2 separate regions of the Ovis aries genome follow, and region 2 is linked to region 1. Evidence: chromatin contacts called from public Hi-C data. All regions are on one chromosome and are shown on one strand. The core of a region is the stretch at or near the end of the contact, and the rest is flanking DNA. Distances in the headings are between cores, read along the strand shown.

The links. A called contact is a pair of places that touch in the nucleus more often than the background predicts.
Region 2: a contact with region 1 is called in a Hi-C map of liver, with 2.3 times the contacts expected there. The contact joins the promoter of SAE1 here to the enhancer-like site in region 1. A contact is called at or near these places in 8 of 16 Hi-C or Micro-C datasets (blood, liver, muscle and 2 more).

What each region holds. Positions count from the first base shown.
Region 1 is chr14:53,892,202-53,895,958 of ARS-UI_Ramb_v3.0, reverse strand. ZC3H4 (zinc finger CCCH-type containing 4) reads left to right here. Exons shown (of 15, transcript XM_042232222.2): 11 at 212-321. Among named protein-coding and RNA genes, the nearest start is that of TMEM160, 25 kb to the right of the region's middle. Within about 2 kb of position 1,473, at least 30 of the 54 cell types and tissues checked have an H3K27ac peak or open chromatin away from gene starts, as enhancers often do. A contact at or near this core is called in liver and muscle, where this site is marked.
Region 2 is chr14:53,934,838-53,939,018 of ARS-UI_Ramb_v3.0, reverse strand. It overlaps SAE1 (SUMO1 activating enzyme subunit 1), which reads right to left and starts at 2,931. Exons shown (of 8, transcript XM_060398145.1): 1 at 2,730-2,931. The coding sequence starts at 2,827.

The sequences.
Region 1 (3,757 bases), core at 224-2,723:
GAGGACAGGGCCTCAAGGCCTGTGTGGTGGAGCAGGCTGCACTCCAGACAGGCATCTCTTCTTGGCTCAGTTGCCAACCTGCTGTGCACAGCTGAACCAGTCACTGTACCTCTCTGGGCTTCAGTCTCCTCCTCTCTGAAACAGAGGGGCTTGGTTTCTCTCCTGGGGTGAGTTTCATGAGGTGAGGCATTCGCCTTAACTTGCGGTGTACGTGATTTCCCGTGTAAGCTGTACCACACGACTGGAAACTGTATCAACGGTGATGACTGCATGTTCTCTCACGACCCCCTGACCGAGGAGACCCGAGAGCTCTTGGACAAGGTAATGCCCGGGCTGACAGGGACTGGGACGGCCAGGGGCTTGGCCTCCGTGCGGGACCAAGATGCCAGCTGCGTTGACCTGGAGCTGGGTCGAGTTCAGGAGGGAGTAGGGACCATATGCTCTGTAGGGAGGATGGGGACGGTCACATGTGTGTTTTCTCTCTGCCTGGGGCGGTGTTCACTGGAGAGCGGCTCCCTGAAAGGAATTTGGCCTGGTGTGTCTCCAAACACACCTCGTGATTTCCTAGCTGGCCTTCTGAGAGCCCAGGGAGCATGGAGAGGAAGTGAGGCTTCGGATGGCTTCTGTTTTGATGGAAAAGTCAAATGTTTTTTTCCAAGTCTTTTATGTAGTAGAAAAGGTACAGGGCGTTGGGAGTTCTGAGGGTGGGGGCCCCCTCCACTGAGGTATCAGGGCTTCCTTACCAGCCAGAGGACGTCTGAAACTCATTCTCATGTCCTTTGTTCTCCCTGGGGAATCAGACTGAGGACTTTGGGGCCCCGGTCCCTGTTCTTGGTTTCCTAACATCTGTCATGGGGCGGGGGGGGCCTCCCTGGTGGCTCAGCTGGTAAAGAATCTGCCTGCCATGTGGGAGACCTGGGTTCCATCCCTGGGTTGGGAAGATCCCCTGGAGAAGGAAACAGCTACCCACTCCAGTATTCTGGCCTGGAGAATCCCATGGACCGTAGGTTGCAAAGAGTAGAATGGACTTTCACTTCACTTCGTCATTGGGTGAATGGGTGTGAGTAGGGTGATTGGGTGTGAGAGAATGTGTTCTCCCAGGTGAAGGCTTTCCCACCTTCTGTCTGGTTCCCAGAAGGTTTGGGGCTATTTTTTGATAATGGGAAGAATCAGTGCCTTAGCCAGCTTCCAAGAATCCACCCAGTGGTGGCTTCACTGTTTAGATGGGGCCCGGGGCTCCCTGAGGGGTTGAGGGGAAGCCCTGAACAGGCAGAGCAAGAGGACGTCCACTCGTCCCTGGGAGAGCATCAGGGAGAAAGTCCTCATCTCCGGCACTCCTTTTGGCCTGTGAGCCTAGGAATAGGGTTTTGTAACTGGTAGCTGTCTAGAACCTGTGAGTCATTCTCAGGGTAAGGAGTGGAAAAAGTAATGTGGCTTCATTTCTCATTTGAAGAGCTGAGTCATCTCTGACTGAGGGCTGCCCCCTCCTGGAGGTTTAGAGTTTGCGCTCTAGACCAGTGCTGCCCAAGAAGAACACAGCAGAGCTACCTGCAAATTTCTCTAGTAGCCATGTTAGAAAAAAGTAAGAAGTAACAGATGAGATTAATGTTACTAATGTATTTCATTTAATCCAGTATATTCATGTCCAGAGTACCATTTCAGCAAGGAATAAATATATGAAAAAAAATCGTGATATTTTGTATTTTTTTTTAATATATACCAAGTCTAAGGAATCTGGTGCTTGTTTTCTACTTATAGCCCCATTTCAAGCACCTGGTAGCCACACGTGACCAGTGACCACCATATTGGACAGCACGGCTCAAGACACTCTAATGAAAAACCAGAGCAAATCATGGTGGCACATTTCCATTTCTGGCCATAAACATTCTGAGAGCATCGGTATCATGCCCTATCTCAAGTCAGGTCTCAGTAGGTTGAAAGTGAGTGTTGACACCACAACTGGAGAGTAGTCCCCACTTACCACAACTAGAGAAAGCCCCATGCAGCAGTGACCACCCAGTGCAGCCAAAACAGATAAATATTTTTTAAAAAAACGAGTGTTGAACCTGGAAAAACCATTCCAGAATCGAATTTGGGTGGTCAGAAAGTAAAACTTCAACCTTCACAACGGGCCCAGAGTAATAACCCCGATAAAGGCAGGAGGCCAGCCGTCTCCTCCTCGCCTGGACAGAGTTGCAGCCTGGCCCCCAGGGGTGGGACCTGAGGCTCCTGGGCCACCCTTGGGGCCCGGCTGTGGTGCCACTGAGGATGGGGCCTTCACCTCGCTCTCCTCTGTGTTCTCTCTCCCTCCCTTTTCTGCAGCCTTGTTTTCTTAGATCTCAGGGACATTTCTGTCTGTCCAGATACATCAGCGTCCAGCTGTCCACTCCAGGTTTGAGACATGATGCCTGGGGCTGTTGGTGATGGCTCTGTGAGAGTGAGCGGCAAGAATTCTTCCATCTGAGATCCCTTGATTAGCATATTTTGCCCCATTTATTAGTTGCTCTCCTTTGTTCTTGAGCCGCTTGAAAGTAAGTGGGACACACTACAGTTCTTTACCATTAAATCTCTCAGTTATTGATTTATACATACACTTTCACAGTCAGGTTTGTCAAGGTATAGTTTACTCTTGCCTGGAAAATCCCATGGACGGAGGAGCCTATTTGGCTGCAGTCCATGGGGTCGCTAAGAGTCGGGCACGACTGAGCGACTTCACTTTTGCATTGGAGAAGGAAATGGCAACCCACTCCAGTGTTCTTGCCTGGAGAATCCCAGGGACGGGAGCCTGGTGGGCTACCGTCTATGGGGTCGCACAGAGTTGGACACGACTCAAGCGACTTAAGCAGCAGCAGCAGTTTGTATCCAGTTAAAAAAAAAAAACAACTCTTTGAGTTTTGACAGATACAGAGAGTCATGTAACCACCTCACAATCTAGCTAGAGAAAAGTCACTTTCACCCTCAAGACTCACCCTTTTGTAGTCAGCACCTCTCCTATTTCTAGCCCCTGGTAACTGCTGATCCGTTTTCTGTCCCCATAGTTTTGGCTTTCCAAGGAAGTCATATGAATAGATGATATGGGATGTAGCTTCTACCTGTGTGTATGATTTTGAATCTGGCTTCTCATCCATGTTGTTGCAAGTATTGGTGCTTCATCACTACTGTTCATCACTATTAGTTCCTGAGTACCACCCCACTCTATGGATGATGTGAGACACTGTGTTATCTAGTCACCAGTTGAACGTTTGATTTGTTTCTAGTTTGGGGCAGACGCTTAGAATTTTTAACAGACAGACACGAGCTTATTTGGCCTGATGAAGCTTGCCCCACACGTCTGTGTGTCTGCCGGTGTGGCAGTCCTTTTCCGCTGACAGCACACCTCTGAACTTTGGGAACCCGAGGATCATTCAGAATCCGTTCTGGGGGTGGGGGTGGGTTGTGGTGCCCAGGCAGGGCCTGGTGGTCTGGTGTGAGGGCCTGTTTGTTGCACAGAGGCCCGGGAGTCTGTAGGACTAGATGTACCGAGGGACAGCCTGGATGGTTTGGGTTCAGGGTTTCACGGGGAGGGACAGCATCTCTTATGTGTCAGTGTCCGGGCCTCTGATGTGGTTCAGCGCCTGCCCTCAGCAGCACTCGGGACCCAGGGCGGGTGGTGGGGACAGGGGTGAGCGCAAGCGGCTGGCTGTGTCCCTAGCTGGAGTCCAGCAGGGTGTTGTGGGGTCTGCACGAGGGGTGAGGGGGGGAAGTCCTGTAATGGGAG
Region 2 (4,181 bases), core at 1,682-4,181, 42 kb before region 1:
TCCTTACCCTGACTCTGATCTGCTCCTTAGGTCTTCTCTCCCTCAAGAGCCCCCATCCATCCTTTATTGCTCCTCAGATAAATCATTGGTTCCTAAGCCTCTGACAGCTCCCTCACTAATTCTAGTTTAATCCTCACCGACACTATACCACTTCAAATAAGACCGACCTGCTGTTCCCAAACCCTTGGATCAATCCTTCCAGAACACCCAGGATTCGTGTCCCAATTCTTTAGGACCTCCTAACACTTCAATCCTTCAATCAGGTGAACCTAAGTTCAATCCACCCCACCTATGTCTTCAAGCCCATTCTCATTATTTATCAATCGTCTACTTCAGGTGCGTCCAACCCTCAGACCGACGCTTACTAATACTCATGATGTACCTTCCTCCACAATCACAGAAGATTCCAGAATGAGCCTGAAGTAACCCCCACCTCACCCCCAACACACACACTCTCACCAAAAAAATTCTACAAGCTCTCACTTCTTAAACTAAATTCTTGTGACCTGCCTGCCTCCCCAATCCTTCAATCAAGTAATTCTCCACTTTGTACACCCTCACATCACATAATCACTCCCCATTACCCAGACCTCATTACTGAACTCAATCACTCTTACATTGCTACTTATATGTCTAGTAGTAAACAGTTAAAACCTAAGTCCAAAAGCAAACTCCCAATTCTTCCCACCACACCTCCAGTTTCCCCACCTCGCTCAGTAAAGGCACTTCCATCTTTCCACTTGCTTAGGCCCAAAACCTTGGAGGCATGCTTGACTTCTGTGTTTCACATCCCATACATTGAATCCTTCAGCAAAGCCTGTCCACTCTACCTTCAAATTGTAAGAATCTATATTTGACCCCTTCTCTAGAGTTCCCTGGTGGCTCAGAGGTTAAAGCATCTGCCTGCAATGTGGGAGACCTGGGTTCGATCCCTGGGTCGGGAAGATCCCCTGGAGAAGGAAATGGCAACCCACTCCAGTATTCTTGCCTGGAGAATCCCATGGACGGAAGAGCCTGGTGGGCTACCATCCACGGGGTGGCAAAGAATTGGACACGACTGAGCAACTTCACTTCACTAGAGTTCCAAGTGGTCACTACTTCCGTCTCAAGGGGATTACCACAGCTACCTCCTAACCAGAATCCTTCTTCCCACTTCTGCACACTTGAACAGAGAAGACTGACCCTTTTCGAACACAAAGCAGATCGTGTTACTTCTCTGCTCAAAACTCTCCAACAGGTTCCTCAGCACTTAGTATTAAAAAGCTTCCCCGGATTTGGTTCCAGCCACTTCTGTTGCTCTATTTTGCCAAGCATGCCCTGGCCTCCAGGATTTTGCTGTTCTCTGAGGGTGGAAGGTCCTTCGAGATGACCACACAGCTCTTTGCCTCCTTCCTTGCATACAGAACCGAGGCTCAGTGTTACCTCTCAGGTAACTCCCCTGGCCACCCTATCAAAGCAGCTCTCCCACTAACTCAACACTGTAAAGCAACTATACTCCAGTAAAACGAAAAAAAAAAAAACAAACAAACAGGATTTCCCTGGTGGCTCGGTGGTGAAGAACCCGTCTACCAACAAAGGATTCGATCCCTGATCCAGGGAAGATTCTACTGCCACCGAGCAACTAAGCCTGTGCACCACAACTAAGCCCTAGCTCTAGAGCCCAGGAGACACAACTACTAAAGTCTCAGAACCCTAGAGCCCCCGCTCTGCACCAAGAAAAGTCCCCACAATGAATGAGAAGCCCACAGAGCAAGGAAGACCCAGCACAGCCAAAAATAAATAAAATTTTAAAACAGCTCTTCCACCTCACCATCCTTTGTTGATCCTCTTTTCCTGCTTTATTTTTTCTCCCTGACTCTTGCATTGCCCAATATTTTGCTATTTCTTTAGGTTTACTGCCTTCCCCACAAGAATGTAGTCTCCATCGTTCACTGACACCCGCTCAGTGCCTACAACGGTGTCTGCGGTAGGTGCTCAATAAATATCTGATCAAATCCATCGCCTCTTTCAAAGATTTCATCCCCTCAGAAAATTACTTGCCCAAGACGAAGGTATGCCCAATCCCGTCCTCTCTGGAGGCATCCCCAGATCTACACATAAGAAGCCTCTTCGGGTACCTCCAGCGCCCCGAGACCTTCCGAGCCTCTCGGGATGCCCACTTGAAATAAAGTACTACAAAATTCCTCAAAAAAAAAAAAAAAAAGGAAAAGAAAAGAAAAAAGCCATCATTCTCTCAGACTGGCCCACCACTTAGAGGCCACAAGAATGAACGCAAGTTCGCATCCGTTTGGCTCGCCAGTCTCCCCGAGCGGCCAGCCAAGACGAGGTTTCTGCTACCTATGAATGAATCAACTATGCCCCCCGCCCCCACTTCACCGTTTCCAGGCATTCCTCCCCTCTCCTATTCCCTAAGCCCGCAACCCCGATCCAAATCCCACCATCACTCCCTTCGGGCGTCGAGTCCCTGAACCTCCCCTTCGAGAGGCCGCCAACCCCTCGGAACGACCCTCCCACCACCTGGGACGTCCCTGCTTCCCAAAGCTTCTGAGGAAGCAGACCAAATCTACCCCCTCCAGTCCTCTCAGGAGGGCGCCCACGCCTGACACGATTCCCGCCTCCTCTTTTCAAATTAAACCGTCGGGTTCCCCGAAGGCCGCCAACGCCTCAGGCCAGACGCCCCCCGCCAGATCCTCAACCCTCCCCCCTCAACAAGCCGCACCAGCCCTGACCGTTTCTGGGCCTCCAATCCCCAAAGACGGATCTGCCGGTCATACTGCGCCGCCTCCTCCTCGCTGATACCGCCGCCCGCCTCCTCCTTCTCCACCATGGCGCCGGCTCTAGCTGCCTGAGCTCCGGTCCCGCTCCCGGCAACCGCCAGCCGGCCCCACACGCCGCCAACCGCCGCCGGCCGCGCGCCCGGGAGGCGTCTGCGCCTGCGCCACGGACTGCGCCTGCGCAGTACCTCCTCCAGCGCCCCACCCCCACCCCGCCCCGGAGTCAAAACCACGTGGACCTCCTTAGCCTCCAAGGCGGGCGGGACACAGCCAGTCACGTGACGGAGTCTGTGGCCAATCCTGGCCAAAAGTCCCCGCGGCTTCTAGCCCCACGGGACTACCCAGGTGGTCGTTTGTAAAGGAAAGGAAAGCGAAGTTGCTCAATCGTGTCCGACTCTGCGACCCCATGGACCGTAGCAATCCTGTCCCTAGGATTTTACAGGCAACGGTACAGCAGTAGGATGCCATTTACCTTCGCCAGCGGATCTTCCCTACCCAGGGATCGAACCCGGGTCTCCCATATTGCAGGCAGACGCTTTACCGTCTGCGCCACCAGGGAAGCCAGGTTGTCGTTTGCTGCTGCTACTGCTGCTAAGTCGCTTCAGTCTTGTCCGACTCTGCGCGACCCCATAGACGGCAGCCCACCAGGCTTCCCCGTCCCTGGGATTCTCCAGGCAAGAACACTGGAGTGGGTTGCCATTTCCTTCTCCAATGCGTAAAAGTGAAAAGTAAAAGTGAAGTCGCTTAGTCGTGTCCGACTCTTAGCGATCCCATGGACTGCAGCCCTCCAGGCTCCCCCGTCCATGGGATTTTCCAGGCAAGAGTACTGGAGTGGGGTGCCATTGCCTTCTCCGAGGTGGTCGTTTATATGGCTGTAAATCCAGCAAATATAATTAAATCTGCTAAATCCTGGCAGCGCGGGCGTTGTGAAATAGAGTGGTGAGTAAAATAGACTAAGCCCTGCCCTCATGGAGCTTGCATTACACTGAAGAGAGCCCAAAGGGGGGGAAGGGGGAGGGGAAGTCAGGCAGTAAATGTTTTGGAGAAAAGTAAAACAGGATATGAGACTAGAGGGTGACAGGAGTGGCCAGAGGAGGTCTCTCAGAAAAGGTGACATTGAGCAGAGAGCTGAAGGAGCTGCAATAACAAGCTATGTAGATGGAGTATTTCTTGGGGTGGTGAGGCCAGCAGGTGCACAAGCCCTGAAGCTGGCACATGTGACATTTGAGGAGCTATGGAGAGGGGGGGAGAAGGCGATGGCCCCCCATTCCAGTACTCTTGCCTGGAGAATCCCATGGATGGAGGAGCCTGGTGGGCTGCAGTCCATGGGGTCGCTGAGGGTCGGACACGACTGAGCAACTTCGCTTTCACTTTTCACTTTCATGCATTGGAGAAGGAAATGGCAAC